Linked DNA regions of Mus musculus: all the other regions are linked to region 3. Evidence: chromatin contacts called from public Hi-C and HiChIP or PLAC-seq data. All regions are on one chromosome and are shown on one strand. The core of a region is the stretch at or near the end of the contact, and the rest is flanking DNA. Distances in the headings are between cores, read along the strand shown.

Region 1 (2,965 bases), core at 108-2,607, 330 kb before region 3:
TTTGAGGCCCTGCGTGCTGAGGTGTTTGTCTCATGTCTGGGGATTCTGTGCAGGCAGCAGTGAAGTGGCAAGACTGTCTTGGGCAGCCTAAGCAGGAGCCACCTTAGAAACAGTGATTTCCCCAGGGCCTGGGACCAGGCTTCCCCACATTGACAGAGGACAATGGTAGAGATCTAGGCCAACCTGCTTCCTCAAGGCTGTGGTGAAGTTGAAATGAGAAAATAAAAAACCGATGTCGTGTAGATTTTGACATGCTCAGGACCACCTCTCCCTCCTCTCCCTCTCCTCCTCCTTTTCCTACGTTTTTGGTGGTTGTTTTGAGATAGACTCTCACTATGTAGCTCTGGCTGTCCTGCAACTTAGACTAGATTGGCCCAGAACTCACAGAGATCCACCTGCCTCTGCCTCCCCAGTGCTGGGATTAAAGGTGTGTGCCACCACCACGCTGGGTTTAGGATCTTCTTGTCAGAGCTGGGTGGGGCTTGGCATGGAGTGACACCTCCTGTCTTGGGGCTCTTCTGCCATGGGTCTGACAGGTGCTAAATGAGCATTCTACCGTGGAGCTATAGCCCATGGACTTACTGCCCTTTCCTGTCAGTCAAGAGGGTCTCTTGCAGGAGGAACAGCTGTCTAACGCTGAACTGGGAACACACAGCCAGCCATTGTTTCCCACATCAAGTTAAGCCTAACACCAGCTTGCACCTCCCTGAGGAGGACTGTGCATCACTGTTCCATCTCAGGGATCCCTCCCACCCAGAGTTTACCTAGGAACTCCTGAGCTCAGAGGTCCCGTCTCTGCCACATTGACCTCAGGCTATGCTCAAGAGTCCCTCACTGTTCTCCATCCCTGGGGATCTGTGTGCCTATACAAAGCCCAGGTCACTGCCCAGAGGGCAGTGTGCACTGCATTGCTGCCTCGGGAAGCAGGCTGTCCTTAAACTGCCCAGCAGAGAAAGCCTCTCCCTGCTGGGCCATGGGCAACCCCATGGATGGCTTTTACATCCTTAGAAAGGCTGTTCTTTCCTGCCTGGACACTGTCAAAGCACAAAGGATTCCTTCATCTTTTCATCCTTCCTGCTCCCCGCCCCCCAACTTGGCTGAGAAAGGCAAAGACATGCCTTACCCTCTGGGCTTGGGGAAGAGGCTACCACTCTCACTAAAGCTCTGGCCTCCAGCCAGATAACTGACCAGTGTCAAAGATGGTGCATGGGTCAGGAAAACGGTGTTTGCCTGATGATCGGTAGTCCAAAACCAGGTGGCGCTCTAGGCCCACCCTGGGACCTGCCAGAGCTTGCCACATCTTGTTTCCGGTCCCACTCAACCTCGCTAAATTGCGGCTCACTTCCCTCTCACTTGGGCTCCCAGGAGGAGTGCTGCCAAATACCCAGCTTACCCAGGGCTGGCTGACTGGGTGCAGTGCCAGGTGTATGTTGGTCTGTGCTTTCTTTCTCAAGTCAAAGCCAGTAGCCAGGGCCTCATGCCAACCCTGTGCAGACTGGCCTCTGCGGCATAGCGGTTCTTCCCGAATTTCCTTGCTGAAACGACACTTGGGATGACCCTAGTTGGCGCATCCTCTGGGCTCACCCTCCCCCACCAAGAAGCTGACCCACTTTTCTCTCTCCCCATCCATTGCTGCACTGAACGCTAGGCGCCTTCACCCAGAGAACAGGACCCCATCTAGGCCTCTAGTCTCTTACTCTGAGGATTTAGGACTTTCCTGCCAGAGTACGAGTTATGAGACAGAAATTTCCCGCCAACCTTGCGTCCTAAGAGAGTGTTGGAGTGAGGTCCGCCAGCTGGGCAGGGGTTCAAGTCCCTCTGGGGCCGCTGCATGAAACCTGGGTTAAGGAAGATCTGAAAAGGGCTTCCCAGAGGTAGGTCCCTCAGCCTAGAGGCCAGGCTTTCAGGCCCCACCCGCACCCCACCCCGACCCCTCTCACACCATCCTTACTCTGAAGCTCACCACATGGTGGCGCTGTAACAGAGCTACACCTATAGATGGTCCCGGGTTTCAGGCTTCATCCCATCTCCCACCAACTATCCCTTTGTCTCCGTTTACTTGGCTGAGGTACATGGTCCACAGTAGTCTGGTGGCTGGGAAGTTCTTTCACACAGTCCTCCAGGCAGTGGGGGCCCGGATGAGGGACGTAGATCGCATCCATTCCGGGCTTTGGAATACTCATTGCCTGGTCTGGGTGCTGAGACACTGCGACCTGCACTGGCTGTGGGTACAGGGTGCTGAGACACTGAGACCTGCACTGGCTGTGGGTACAGGGAGAGCACAGAGTAACCCCAGGTGCCTGCCAGAACTTACCAGGCCATCTGCTCCAGAGAGGGGGATGGGAGTATTTGGGAGGGGGGGCTAGTCTTTAGGGCAGGGCTTAAACTTTTTCTGTTCGCCACCCCTGTATGAGACCCTAGCAATATAGAGACAAAAAAAAAAAAAAAAAAAAAAGCAAACAATTACATTTACAAGTAATAACTCACAAAGAAATTTTAAAAGCGATTCTTAGACATACATATAATTATAGCATTTATTAAGGATGAAAGCAAGTTTGTATAGAGGTTTGTTATATTTACATAAGGAATATGACATTGGCTATATATTTCACACTGTAGAACATGGAATATCTCCAGTATTTTTCAGAGGCAATGTAAATTCAAAATAGCAGAAATATGTCTAGAGCCATTTCAGAAATTGTGGGGAATTCTGTCTTAGTCTCAGAGCCACAATTCACTTAATGATTTTTTTTTAAAATGAAATTCAAGACAGCAGCTCAAACAGCAAATCTGAAAATCAAATATGCTTACATAATACAACCCAGAGATACATTTGTGGGATACATGCTGAGGGGTGTCAGTGGGAAAATATCAAAAGTGTTTGTTTCCCATGATTAAGCCTCCATGTTTGGGTAAGAACAGAAGCCCGTGTGTGTGCTGTGAAAACACTGTGGTTTGTATTGCA
Region 2 (3,269 bases), core at 179-2,678, 420 kb after region 3:
ATTTTGTAAAATCTAAGTCATAAATTACCCTTGAAAATTTTGTGTCCAAATTAGGATGTGCTACAAATTTTCAGTATATTTGGCATGTGAAGAGTTAATTAAAAGCACAGTATAAAATATCATTAGTGCTGGGTACTGGTAGCAAACACCTTTAATCCCACACTTGGGAAGCAGAGGCAGCCAGATCTGTCTGAGTTCGAGGTCAGCCTAGACTATAGGGCGAGTTTCAAGACAGTGCTGCACAGAGAAACCCTGTGTAGCTGTCTCTTTTTGCTAACTTTGGCTACTTTGTGGGTTCTTCTTTCTTCCACCCTTTCAACCCCTTAAACTAGATAGGAAAGAAAAAGGGGTAGAAAGGAAAGGGGGTGTTATCATTAGACTGTTTTCTGCTGACTAGGGGCAACTGGTTCCATAGGGCAAGTCTGATCTTTGCTATCAGAATATCTAGTTTCTTCTTTCTTCTTGCATAGGACTACTTAACAGACCACACCAATAGCAAACAACCAACAACCCACCACACCTCTTGGGGACCCTAGCATTTTATATGATCTCTGAAAAGTACCCAGAATTTCAAACGTCAACACTATCTCAAAAACTGATGCTGGCAAAATCACGCCTGTTAGAGCATAAGGCAAATCGTAGTCAGATGTTGTGGACAAACTGAAACCAGTATCCCACACTTAGCATTAAAACAAAAGCATGAGCTGGGTGTGGTGGTGCGAAAAAACAAAAACAAAAAAACAAAAAACAAAAAAAAACCCTAAAGCATATTCCCATAATATTTCTGTGTTTTTCAAAGAAAACAATCCAAAATTGTCAGCTACAATCTTGTCTCAAAAAACAAAACAAAACAAAAAAACAAAACAAACCACCTCATTAGCAGCTGAGCTTAGACATGTTGCTGGTTGCCTTGGAACTTGTCCTATAGACTGAGCTGCCTTAAATTTGAGGCAGTCCTGCTTCTGCCTCCTGACTGCTGGGACTCTGCTCATTAGTAACTTCTTGTATTAACTGTGTTGAAAGGAGAGTGTTCGGGGTGTGTTAATTAAAATAGATTTGTTGGTAGATGAGTGTGGCTCAGTGGTTCATTTAGTGCTTAGAATATGTAAGGCTCTGGGTTCAGTAGTTTGCACCTATGAAATGCCTCTTTATTGTCTACATTTAAGTGTGTGTTGTTAGTGTGCTGTGAGGTGTACACAGTGATATATACAACATGTGTGACTTGTGATGTGCTTCTCCTGAACAGTGCTGCTGTAACTCGTTTCTCAGCACCAAGCCTTGGTCTGGCGGATTCTTTCATGTGTGCCTACGTGCACATGAGCGTGTTTATTTGCAAATGCATGTGTGAGTCACATACCAGAGAGCAATGTCAGATGTCTCTCAATTGCTCTCTACCTTTTCTTTGAGAAAGAACAGTCAGCCGGTCACTGGTGACTCATGCCTGAGTTTCAAGGCTACCCTGGTTTCAGAGTGAATTCCAGGACAGCCAGGGCTACCCAGAGAAACCCTGTAATAACAACAAAAACAACAGAATAAACTTAAAGCACACACGGAAAAGGGGATGTCTGTGATCTCAAAATATCTCACTAAATGTGAGGCTTTCTAGTTGTGCTATCCTGGCTCACCAGCAAGCTATAGGCATATAGCTATAGCATCCTCTTGTCTATAGGCATATAGCTATAGCATCCTCTTGTCTATAGGCATATAGCTATAGCATCCTCTTGTCTATAGGCTATAGCATCCTCTTGTCTATAGGCATATAGCTATAGCATCCTCTTGTCTATAGGCATATAGCTATAGCACCCTCTTGTCTATAGGCATATAGCTATAGCACCCTCTTGTCTTTGCCTTGCCAGCACTGGCATTACAGACCGACCTCATTGCACACAGCTTTTTATGTGTGGGTGGGGAGGGGTCTGAACTCAGACCTCATGATTTTATGATACTTTACAAACTGAGACCTATTTTGTTTTGATTTTGGATCTTGAAATAGGCTATTATTATTATTATTATTATTATTATTATTATTATTATTATTATATGTAAGTACACTATAGCTATCTTCAGACACACCAGAAGAGGGCATCAGATTTCATTACAGACAGTTGTGAGCCACCATGTGGTTGCTGGGATTTGAACTCAGGACCTCTGGAAGAGCAGTCAGTGCTCTTAACCGCTGAGCCATCTCTTCAGCCCTTGAAATAGGGTTTTTTTTTGTAGCCTAGTCTAACTTTGAAATTGTTATGAGGCTAAAAATGCCTTAAACAGATTCTTCTGTTTTTACTCCAAAGTGTTGAGGTTGCAGGTTTTCCATTTACACTATTAGTGGGCTGTTCCCCAGTATCTTTACTTTAAGCTACAAGTATTCAACTATCAAGAACATTATTATAATTGGTAAGAACCTGATGTTTATATGCCTCAAGTCTTTTAGAAGAGATTAACTGGCACAGGTGAGAAAAAAATTATCAAATAAAAAATTTAAGCTTTCAGGTTTCTGAAAGAAGGCAGAATCCTTGAGCAAAGAGATTGCGAGTAGTTAGCAGTGCTATAGCACAAATGGATATAGCTGTCCTTGAAGAAACATCTGTTAGCATTGTAATCTGAAATACAGAATTTTTGTATTTTCTCCCCAGATTTTAAAAGACTCTTCTCTTTTGGAAAGTGATAAGAAAAGGAAAGGTAGGGCAAAGGGCAAAGGAAACAAAAGAAAAACAGAGAATCTTCAAGAAGTAGATGGAGAAATAGAAGCTCTTCTGCAAAAGAAAGGTAAGCTGTCAGTAGCAGTGGTGTGGGTGAGCTGTTGATGGCTGTGGTGTGGGTGAGCTGTCGGTGGCAGTGGTGTGGGTGAGCTGTCGATGGCTGTGGTGTGGGTGAGCTGTCGGTGGCAGTGGTGTGGGTATTTTGAATTGTTTTGTTTGAGAACTGTTTGTATGTGGGAAAACCTAGTTGAAAAACATTTTTTTATCTAACGGTTCTTTAGTTGTATTTTTGTATGGAATCACTAATCTCTTTACCTTTTTTGTTTTTTAACAGCCAAAGCAAGGAGTACAGAGTTGCAGATTTCCAATGTGAAGTTTGAAGATGTTGGAGGCAATGATGCAACATTAAAAGTTAGTGCCAATTGAGAAATAACATTAAATGCAATGTGTATATTGTTAACCATTTACACTAACAAAGCCTGCCTATTTTTAATTTAAATGAAAACAAAAATGTATATAGGTGTTCTGCTTGCTTGCATGTATGTTTGTGTACCTGTTGCATGCCTGGTG
Region 3 (3,188 bases), core at 527-3,026:
GCCTAGTTGCCCCAGAGACAAGAGAGTCCACTATGTAACCTTCTTTCTGATTGGTGAATAAAGATGGTGCGAGCCAATGGCTGGGCAGAAGAGACATGGGTGGGGCTTAGGGTCCCCGACTTGGGGTCAGAACCACAAAAGAGAGAGAGAAGTTGTTGAATGGAGAAGAAAGCTGTCATGGGATAAGAATCTTAAAATAATGGCCATGTGGGTTGGGTTGGCTAATTGGAGTTAAGAGCAGCCCAGAGGAAACATAGCAAATTGTGTATGGGATTATTGGCTGGGAAATAGATATAATAGCAAAGAAGATAGAAACCTGCCAAGCTCTTGTGCTGATTAAGGCTTGTTATAAATATGAAAGTTGTGTGAAAAAAGAAAGGTTGTGTATATCTTTTATCTGGGAACTAAATGGTCAAAGGTGGGGTAGAAACCCTTGATTAGGATTAAATATTTATATAACACACAGGAACCTTTTGCTCAAGTGCGACAAGCAATTCACTGGCCACAGAGCGTCAGGTGGCCATGCACAGCGTTATTCAACTTGTATTTCAGCAATAAACCTCTTACTGCAAACATTGCAGGGAGCCCACGCAGGGAGCCCCACACAGGGAGCCCACGCAGGGAGCCCCACACAGGGAGCCCACGCAGGGAGCCCCACACAGGGAGCCCACGCAGGGAGCCCACGCAGGGAGCCCACGCAGGGAGCCCACGCAGGGAGAGGGATTACTATATGGTATTGGCGGAAAACTCTAGAAACAAATCTAAATGTTCAGCAAGTGAAGTCCATAAAACAAAAAATACTATACTCATACAAGGAACCGCAATGAACTATGATCAATAGCTATAAAGGGAATGGGCCGCATCCACACTCAACTAACTTCTCAACTCGAAACCTGAAACTGTACTGTTGAGAGGAGAAATCAAGTTGATCGTATTGGTTACTGTAACATTTCAGTAACCTGCAAATGGGGAGAGGAGGACGGGAGAGGACGGAAAAAGAGAGAAGGAGGGAAACAGAGAGGGAGGAATTAAATCAATTTCTCGAGGCATTTTTGTTTTGTTTTGAGATCGTCTCCCTGTGTTGCCCATCCTGACCCATAGCTGTCTATCCTCTTGCCTTGGCTTTCTGAGTGCTAGGAACCATAACAGGCACACGCTACCATGCCTGGCTTGCGATGTCATTTAAAAGACACAATTCAGCCAACATGTAAAGTCCTCCACCCCCAATGCAGAAGTAAATGGATGCCTCTTTGGGACCCCAAAGTTCCTCAACGGGGAGCAGATATTAGAGATTTAGCCAAGAGAGATGATTGTGTTGAGTCACAGAAACCCCTGTCTGTAGCCGCACCCTCCTCTTCTTAGATATGACCGTCACATCCGTGGGTGTTCATCAGGGTGGTGAGTGGGTGTCGACCTTCTGAAGGCAGCTCTGAACTTTCCCAGTTCTCCAGCCAGCAGTGTAAGCTGCCATCTGTTCAGGGACACAGAGGCCCAGGTGCCAGGCATCCTCAAACCACACCCTCTGCTCTTCTTCTGGGTGGGGGTGGGGGTGTCTGAAAGCCCATTTTCTTCACGGGCTTTGAGAGCTCCTGTCCCCTGCAGCATATTACTAAATGCTCTCCGGGGAGCAAGGAGTGATAAACTTAGAAATCAGCCAGATCTCCCGCAGTGACTAAGGACTTAAAAGGAGGAAATGATTAAGGAATCACTGAGCTGTCTGAGGGACCAAGGAGTCCCTCCACCCTGAGTCACAGGGCATAAAAAGTTACATCATAGCCAGGGTTGACTTGCATAAGTGGGGATGCTGATGCCTGTCAGGGGACGGCTCTGCCAGGGGCAACACAGTAGTGGCACATGTGCCGAGGCTGCTCAACTGGACAGAGCTCTCCAAGTACCAGTGAGAAGCCTTGAAGTCACCCTCTTCCAGTGAACCTCTCTTTATGTCCTAAGAGTAAACATGACATGGCTGGCAAATGGACCGGGCAGCCCTGGGAAAAAAAGCAGCTGGTGTGGTTTTGCTGCCATCTGCCAAAGTCTGGAGTGCCCTCATTTGTCAGTCCAGTTCTCTGGCTGTCTCTGCCTTGCTGTCCTGGCAGCTAAGTAGGCTGTGACTCTCCCTCCCCCTCCTTACACAGCTCTTAGGCTCCTGCTGTCCTGCTCTTTCTGTTTCAGTCCCTTGGTTCTAGCAGTATCCTGCTGGGACTTGAATTCCCATGTCCTCTAAGCTGCACAGGGCTGGGACAGGGGGTTGGAGGTTTCTAATGTACAGATAAAGTTACTAAGGTTTCTGGCTTTAGGTGTCACCTAGAAGGCCTCCCTGATTACTTAACTCCTTTCTCCCATGGCAGTACAAGAACTGATCCCATAAAAGAACTTGTCAAAAACCAGGAGGAAAAGCAAGCTAGGCTCCCTCTGGTTCACCTCCAATAGCAGTGACTGCAGGATATCCTAAGCCTGACTCCCAGGCACTAAGGATGGAGGAAGTAATACCTACTTTAGAGAGGGGCAACAGCAAGTCAGGAAATAAAGTCAAGCTGCAGAGGCCACAGGACAATCCCTTGTCCTCCACTCCCCAAAGATGCCTCCCTAGTGAAGGTCCTTATTACCCTGCACAGCAAGTGGGACATCAGCCAGCAAGGACTTTACTAGCTCATTTTCTCTGTGCTAGCATAAGAAAGAGTGCAACTTGCTGGCTGAAATGGCAAAAGGGAAATAAAAACATGCAAGCAAAGAAGGAAGCAAAGAAGGAAGAGAGGAGGGAAGGAAGGAAGGAAGGAAGGAAGGAAGGAAGGAAGGAAGGAAGGAAGGAAGGAAGGAAGAAAGGAAGAGAGGGAACAAGGGAGGGAGGAAAGAAGGGAAGAAGGGAGGAAAGAAGGGGGGCAGGAAACACTTCATCTCAGATTCAAAAGTGCTTTTGACCCCTTGTGGCTCCAAGTCGCTCCATCATAGCAGCAACCACAGCCTTGGCTTTGCTGTGAAACTTTGCAGCCAGAAACTGGATCCACCCATCCTCTGGCCGTGGATAGACCCAGCTTTCTCACCAGCCTTGCAGGGAGAAAGTGAGAGGCCTCTACAGTTATCCACACAGAATCTCCCTTCCTTGCAACCTGTTCATCAAATCCACAACTCCTTTGGGTTTGTCTTCTAAGAAGAACCACATGGGTTTACTCCCTGCTGTCTAAAGAGCT
Region 4 (2,862 bases), core at 199-2,698, 310 kb before region 3:
TGTCTCTCCCCTTCCATCCCCACAGTGTAACTGACACAACAGTGATGAAGATGTCCTACAGAAACTCTGGAAACCATGGACCTCAAAGATAGGAAGCTCTCCTCCTTGGGAATGTCATGCTGGGAGAGGGGAAAGCGACCAACCCAAGTGGTCACCTTTCATGACAGTATTGAAGTTTACGCAGAGCTGGTGGTGGGCAGGACTATGCCTTACTGATGACTTAGGCAGAACCTTGCCTTCTTTTTAAGCAGGACCCCAAGATGGACATGGGAGAGGGAGTCCATCTTTGTCCTTCTCAACGTGGTCACATCTCTTTTTTTCTACATTTTACTGTGAGTCTGGCTCTTTTAGTTGTCTTATGGAGAGAGGCTAGCTGAACCTGTTTTGTTGGTACACAAGCTGTGAACCCCAAATTGGGTAACACTACTGATGGGTGCTGTTTTTCAGTCAAGGTAAACCCCTGGGGGGAGGGGCTGCTTTGTTTTTGTTTGTTTGTTTTTTCTTCTGTTTTTTTTTGAGACAGGGTTTTTCTGTGTATCCCTGGATGCCCTGCACTCTCTCTCTGTAGACCAGGCTGGCCTCCTGCCTCCGCCTCCCAAGTACTGGCATGTGCTACCACACCCATCTTAAAGCTGCTTATCTTTAAGAATAAGGCACCCTAACTAGAGTTGGGGACATAGCTGTGTTGGTAGAGTCTGTATCTTGCAATCACAGAACCTGGGCTCAGATCATCAGCAGAGAATAAACCAAGTATGATCAGTCACACCTGTAATCTCAACCCTCTGAGGTGGAGGCAGGAGGATTGGAAATCCAAGGTCATTCAAGGTTGGCCTAGACTATGTGAGACCCTGGGGGGGGGGGGTAACCAAGTGTCATTTGTTTTGTTGTTCTTTGTAGTTTTGGTTTTTCTTTTTTGTTGTGGTTTGTTTTTGAGACAGGATTTCAAGTTGTAGGCAGGTTGGTCCCAAACTCACAGCAATCCTCTTGAGGCAGCCTCTCAAGTGCTGGGATCAGGCCTGGCTGATCAAATTACATTGTTGCAAATATTCTCTGACTGTTCCTGTTTTGTTTTGGTTTGTTTTGTTTTTGTTTTTTTTTCGAGACAGGGTTTCTCTGTATAGCCCTGGCTGTCCTGGAACTCACTCTGTAGACCAGGCTGGCCTCAAACTCAGAAATCCACCTGCCTCTGCCTCCCGAGTGCTGGGATTAAAGGCGTGCACCACCACGCCCGGCTGACTGTTCCGTTTTAAGGACCGAGTTATGTTTGGGGGAAATTTCCTGAAATTTAATGGTTTTTCCAGCTATCAGGGCCTGGACAGTTCCTATGGAGGATGGAGGGCCTCCCCTCCACCAGTCAGGGCTCTATCTGCCCTTAACTTTACACATCAGGCTCTGTAAGAGCAGCTTCCTGATGCTCGTATTGCAACACAAACCAAACCGCAGAGGTTATGACTTCTGTTTCTTCTCTCAAGAACCACCATGTGGAGCAAGCCCCACCCACTTCCTGCTCCCGTGCTGGGCAGCAACTGCCACTTGCTTCAGGATGTGAGGTCAAACTCAGGTCCAAACAATACTAAGGCCACACCCCAGCCCTGCTTTCTGCCAAACAACCCAGCGTTACAAGGAATGGCTGTAAGGAGAGGCAGGCTAGCTGGGTTCACACCTTCTAGAGCCGTGCTTCTCAACCTTTGTAATGCTGTGACCCTATAATACTCTTCCTCATGTCGTAGTGACCCCCAACCATACAAGTGTGTGTGTGTGTGTGTGTGTGTGTGTGTGTGTGTGTGTGTGTACGCACACCAGAAAAGGGAATCAGATTCCTTTACAGATGGTTGTGAGCCACCATGTGGTTGCTGGTAATTGAACTCAGGACTTTCAGAAGAGCAGTCAGTGTTAACTGCTGAGCCATCTTGTCAGCCCCACAAAACCATTTTTGTTGCTACTTCATAACTGTAACTTTGCTACTGCTATGAATCGTAATTGAATTCCTTTCTCTCTTCCTCAGTGATGCAGTATAGGCTAGATTAGACCAGATTAAAAGTAGATAAAGGCAGGTTTATTAGGAGGCAGCTCTCAGGAGGATTCACTGACTTCACAGAAGGGCAATGGAGTCACGCATCCCGTATAAAGCAAGGGGGTTTTATAGAACTTAGGTAAGGAGTGATGGCCTGTCAGTTAGGGGCTGGGATTATGCCTATATATGATCAAAAACTGAGCCCTTGGGTGGGCACTCTTGGGTGGGTTGTCTGAACACTGCGATGAGGAGTAATGACCTGTTACCCTGGAGTTTTCTTCTAGCAGGAGGAAAGGGGTGTTCAATGTGTGGGCTGGGTTGATGGATGAAGAGCTTGTGCAGGGCGGAGCAGGGGTCCCAGGCAAAAAGTACGTAAATCTGTGTTTTCCAGGGTTCTTAGGTAACCCTTGTACAAGGATCATTCGAGCCCTCCCACCAGGGAGTCACAACCCACAGGTTGAGAGCCTCTGTGTTAGACCTTTGAAATGGGTTCATCAGCCCTAGTGTTGGAGCATAAGCCTCGGGTGTGATCCCTGTGTGATCCTTGGGTGTGATCACACACACACACACACACACTGACACACACATGCACATACACATATATACATACACATATACACTGACACATGCACACACATACACTCTGATACACACACACATACACACACAAGAAACAGACAGACAAATGTGATGCAATCTATATTTATGCATGACAATGTCAATTTGTCATCTGAAGTGGAAACTTAAGGGTTCTTTGGAAAGTCAGTTGTTGTTGTTGTTATTATTATTATCTATTATAAATAGATTTGACAAGCAGAATGATGCAGCATTGTGATCTCAGTGCTGGG
Region 5 (2,865 bases), core at 8-2,507, 280 kb after region 3:
CCAGGCACTGGGGGGAGGCATTAAAAAGAGTGGCTAGTGGATAGGATACGTAGTCTCAGCCAGACAGGAGGAAAGGGTTCGGATACTTCATTACACAGGACAATGTTCATAGCAGTATTCTATTGTATAATTCAAAGTAGTTAGAAGAGATTTTAAATTCCTTATCACAAAAAAAAATCATAAGAAACATAAATATCCGGAGAGATCAAAGGCACCCTATAGCGATGGACCATCAGCATCTGTCCAAACACACAGCTGCTGCCAGCACCATAAATGGGTGGCTGCCTCCCAACCCTGTCAGAGATCTGCTAGTTTAACTGGACTTTTAGCCCTTTGGAGCCATAAAGACCCCAGTCAAATTCCAGCTCTGTGACTCACTGAGATATGGAAGAACTAGAGACAGACCAGTCCTCTGGCCTGTGCAGACGCAGAAACAAAAGTGGCCGGCGGGGGGGGGGGGGGGGGGGGGGGAAGCTCCGGGAGCACTTCTATGTTGATGTTAATTAAGATGTGTTTAAATTATGTGCAAAGTGGGGCAGGCATGTGCACATGAGTGCAGGTGCCTGTGACAAACCAAGGACTCAGATGAGCCGGAAGCTGAAGTTGCAGACAGCTGGGAGCTGCCCCTCGTGCAAGAGCAGTACCGGCTCTTAAAGGCTGAGCCATCTCATCTGCCTGATGTTAATTCTTTAATATATAATTTTCAAAAATATTAACGTTGCATTTGGATAGTTGGTGTCTTTATGTAGTTTTTACAAAAATGGGTGTTAAAATACTAAGTAAACGTAAGATAGCTAGATTTGTGTGTCCGCAACTGGGGAGATGGAGTTTCAGAAATGTGCTAAGGACAGCCTGGGCTAAAAGACCTTAAATGCTTGGGGTCAAAACTCTGCAGCTATTCCCAGCTTGTGCACAAATGAAATCATTGCAAAGCCTTTGAAACAACTGCAGGACTTGGACAAGCACACCTCTGCCCTAGAGCATCACCCCTGGGGTCCTAAGCTCTGGCCTTGCTTTAAGAACTAACAGGAATCTAAGATGGTTCTGCTGTGTAGGGTGACAGCCTCTGCTACTCTGTGAAGGCGAGGCCTGGGGCGGGGGGGGGGGCGGGGGGCGGGGGTGTTTTCACAAAGAGTGCACTCTACTGTGTGCTGTGGGAATCTACAAGAAGTGTCCAGTTACCAGGGAAAAGGGGGAGAATGGCTCTGGGCTCAGGCACTGCCCGGCATGGTCCGCCGGCCAACTGTGCGGGTTTGTCGCCCCCTTCTGTCCCTTGTCGGAGACGGACATCGGTGCCCTGGAGGCTCACCGCGGGCGAGCTCTAGGTTAGGGTTGGATCTTGCAGAAAGGCACCTGAACCCTCAATGGCTAGAATCCAAGAAAGCAAAGGAAACCGAGTGGAGCCTAGAAGTGCCAACAAACCGCGTGGCTCTCAGTATTTCTCCCACGCCACTACACTGCTCACCTGAAGCCTGAGAAGAAGCAGGACCTGGGAAAAAAACTCCAAATCTCTTAGGGCAGTCACTCCTCTCTAGACTCAGAGTTCTTGGGTGTCCCCAAAGCAGAATTGGTTTCTGCGCTAACCCCAAAGGAGCCTGAACAAACACAGAAAAGCTTCCAGACATTCTGTAAGGATCAGCCAGTCAGCCTAGCAGTGACCTGGGGACCCCAGGAGTGGCTCAAAGGGATATGGGCTTTAGACAGGGTCCTTGTTCTCCAGGAACTTTCTAGAGAGGGAGAGGGGAGGGAGGGAGAAAGGAGGGGGGAGAAAGGAGAAAGGGAGAGGGAAAGAGGGAGAGGGAGAAGGGGAAGGAGGAGGGGAGGGAGGGAGAAAGGAGGGGGGAGAAAGGAGAAAGGGAGAGGGAAAGTGGGAAAGAGGGAGAAGGGAAAGGAGGAGGGGAGGGAGAGGAGAGAGGGGAGAGGAGGGGGGAGGGGAAAAAGGAGGAGAGGGGAGGGGAGGGAGAAAGGGTGAAATGGCCAGTGGTACTTGCTACCATTTACTGAGCCCAGCAATTTGCCTCCATTCCCCAGAGAAACAGCAATGCTGTAGGTCAAAAACCTACCCCAGTAGAAGAGGAGTAAAGATGGAGGGACTGAGGTTCACAGAGACCAGAGAGCACAATTAAAGCAAAAGGCCCAGTCTTCAGCCCTGACTGGTCCCAACCCCACGCTGTCCACTAGCATTGTCCGATTACACACATGGAAGGTAGACATAGAGGACACGCGCCCTGGGTGACAGTGGTCACCCTGGGTGACAGGCTGGTGGGTGGGGTACGGTGAGAATGTGCAAATGTTTAACTCCTGTCTTTCAAAACAAACAAGGGTCAGTGGGTCTGGAGAAATGGCTCAGCCATTAGGGTGCTTGCTGTTCTTCCTTCCAGAGAACCAGGGTCGGCTGCTCACACACACACACACACACACACACACACACACACACACACACCACAGAATTGAAATTTAATCATAAAAGAAGTTTTTGAAGTCCAAAATACATTGGTAGAATGTTGTTAGTAAGACTATTTTAAGGACCAAAGGTAGATTAGAGTCTTTGCTCAACAGCCACCTGTCCTTGATTTTATTCACAGCTTGCTCTCTCACGGGCATGCTCTCTCTCTCTCTCTCTCATTCTAGTAAAATGTTAATTGTGAAAGTGTTGATATTTATTCATTTTGGGTTAAAGATAACAGGCTGTTCGTTATCTTATTTTCTGTGTGGCTCTATATTTAATTTTTTTCCTAACTGATATTTCCAGAGAAGAAGCAGAGATGATGAGTGTCTTCATGTGACATGGTGACACCAGTGCGGCCACTCAGCTGTCACAGAGCTTCACCGGCCCAGGCCTCACTCTGCATGAGCAACCCTTCT

What was found. A called contact is a pair of places that touch in the nucleus more often than the background predicts. HiChIP or PLAC-seq counts read pairs in DNA pulled down with a chosen protein or histone mark.
Region 1: a Hi-C map of cerebellum shows a contact between it and region 3, with 2.7 times the contacts expected there. The contact joins two enhancer-like sites. A contact is called at or near these places in 6 of 484 Hi-C or Micro-C datasets (the N1E-115 cell line, cerebellum and embryonic stem cells) and 1 of 115 datasets of contacts at active chromatin or transcription factors (pancreatic cancer cells).
Region 2: a FOXA1 HiChIP or PLAC-seq map of pancreatic cancer cells shows a contact between it and region 3. The contact joins two enhancer-like sites. A contact is called at or near these places in 1 of 15 datasets of contacts at CTCF or cohesin (embryonic stem cells), 2 of 484 Hi-C or Micro-C datasets (the G1E-ER4 cell line and nephron progenitors), 4 of 115 datasets of contacts at active chromatin or transcription factors (bone marrow-derived macrophages, large pre-B cells, neural tube and 1 more) and 1 of 9 other capture datasets (adipose tissue).
Region 4: a FOXA1 HiChIP or PLAC-seq map of pancreatic cancer cells shows a contact between it and region 3. The contact joins two enhancer-like sites. A contact is called at or near these places in 2 of 484 Hi-C or Micro-C datasets (the N1E-115 cell line and embryonic stem cells) and 1 of 115 datasets of contacts at active chromatin or transcription factors (pancreatic cancer cells).
Region 5: a contact with region 3 is called in a FOXA1 HiChIP or PLAC-seq map of pancreatic cancer cells. The contact joins two enhancer-like sites. A contact is called at or near these places in 4 of 39 promoter capture datasets (the 3T3-L1 cell line, embryonic stem cells, hippocampal neurons and 1 more), 9 of 15 datasets of contacts at CTCF or cohesin (CD8 T cells, the G1E-ER4 cell line, the NIH/3T3 cell line and 5 more), 207 of 484 Hi-C or Micro-C datasets (3T3-L1-derived adipocytes, the AML12 cell line, the AtT-20 cell line and 118 more), 19 of 115 datasets of contacts at active chromatin or transcription factors (the NIH/3T3 cell line, PVALB interneurons, Th17 cells and 13 more) and 4 of 9 other capture datasets (adipose tissue, embryonic tail, liver and 1 more).

What each region holds. Positions count from the first base shown.
Region 1 is chr1:181,880,088-181,883,052 of GRCm38.p6, reverse strand. Gm33669 (a long non-coding RNA gene) reads right to left here. Exons shown (of 4, transcript XR_865801.2): 2 at 2,073-2,417; 3 at 1,759-1,827. Among named protein-coding and RNA genes, the nearest start is that of Gm33669, 3.1 kb to the right of the region's middle. Within about 2 kb of position 1,357, at least 119 of the 459 cell types and tissues checked have an H3K27ac peak or open chromatin away from gene starts, as enhancers often do. A contact at or near this core is called in cerebellum, where this site is marked.
Region 2 is chr1:181,130,235-181,133,503 of GRCm38.p6, reverse strand. It overlaps Nvl (nuclear VCP-like), which reads left to right. Exons shown (of 23, transcript NM_026171.2): 7 at 2,634-2,766; 8 at 3,034-3,110. Among named protein-coding and RNA genes, the nearest start is that of Nvl, 12 kb to the left of the region's middle. Within about 2 kb of position 1,428, at least 33 of the 459 cell types and tissues checked have an H3K27ac peak or open chromatin away from gene starts, as enhancers often do. A contact at or near this core is called in pancreatic cancer cells, where this site is marked.
Region 3 is chr1:181,551,534-181,554,721 of GRCm38.p6, reverse strand. No RefSeq gene overlaps it. Among named protein-coding and RNA genes, the nearest start is that of Gm32767, 13 kb to the right of the region's middle. Within about 2 kb of position 1,776, at least 113 of the 459 cell types and tissues checked have an H3K27ac peak or open chromatin away from gene starts, as enhancers often do. A contact at or near this core is called in the G1E-ER4 cell line, cerebellum, hippocampal neurons and 3 more, where this site is marked.
Region 4 is chr1:181,859,482-181,862,343 of GRCm38.p6, reverse strand. No RefSeq gene overlaps it. Among named protein-coding and RNA genes, the nearest start is that of Gm33669, 18 kb to the left of the region's middle. Within about 2 kb of position 1,448, at least 164 of the 459 cell types and tissues checked have an H3K27ac peak or open chromatin away from gene starts, as enhancers often do. A contact at or near this core is called in pancreatic cancer cells, where this site is marked.
Region 5 is chr1:181,271,458-181,274,322 of GRCm38.p6, reverse strand. No RefSeq gene overlaps it. Among named protein-coding and RNA genes, the nearest start is that of Gm39718, 14 kb to the left of the region's middle. Within about 2 kb of position 1,257, at least 44 of the 459 cell types and tissues checked have an H3K27ac peak or open chromatin away from gene starts, as enhancers often do. A contact at or near this core is called in the G1E-ER4 cell line, hippocampal neurons, neural stem cells and 2 more, where this site is marked.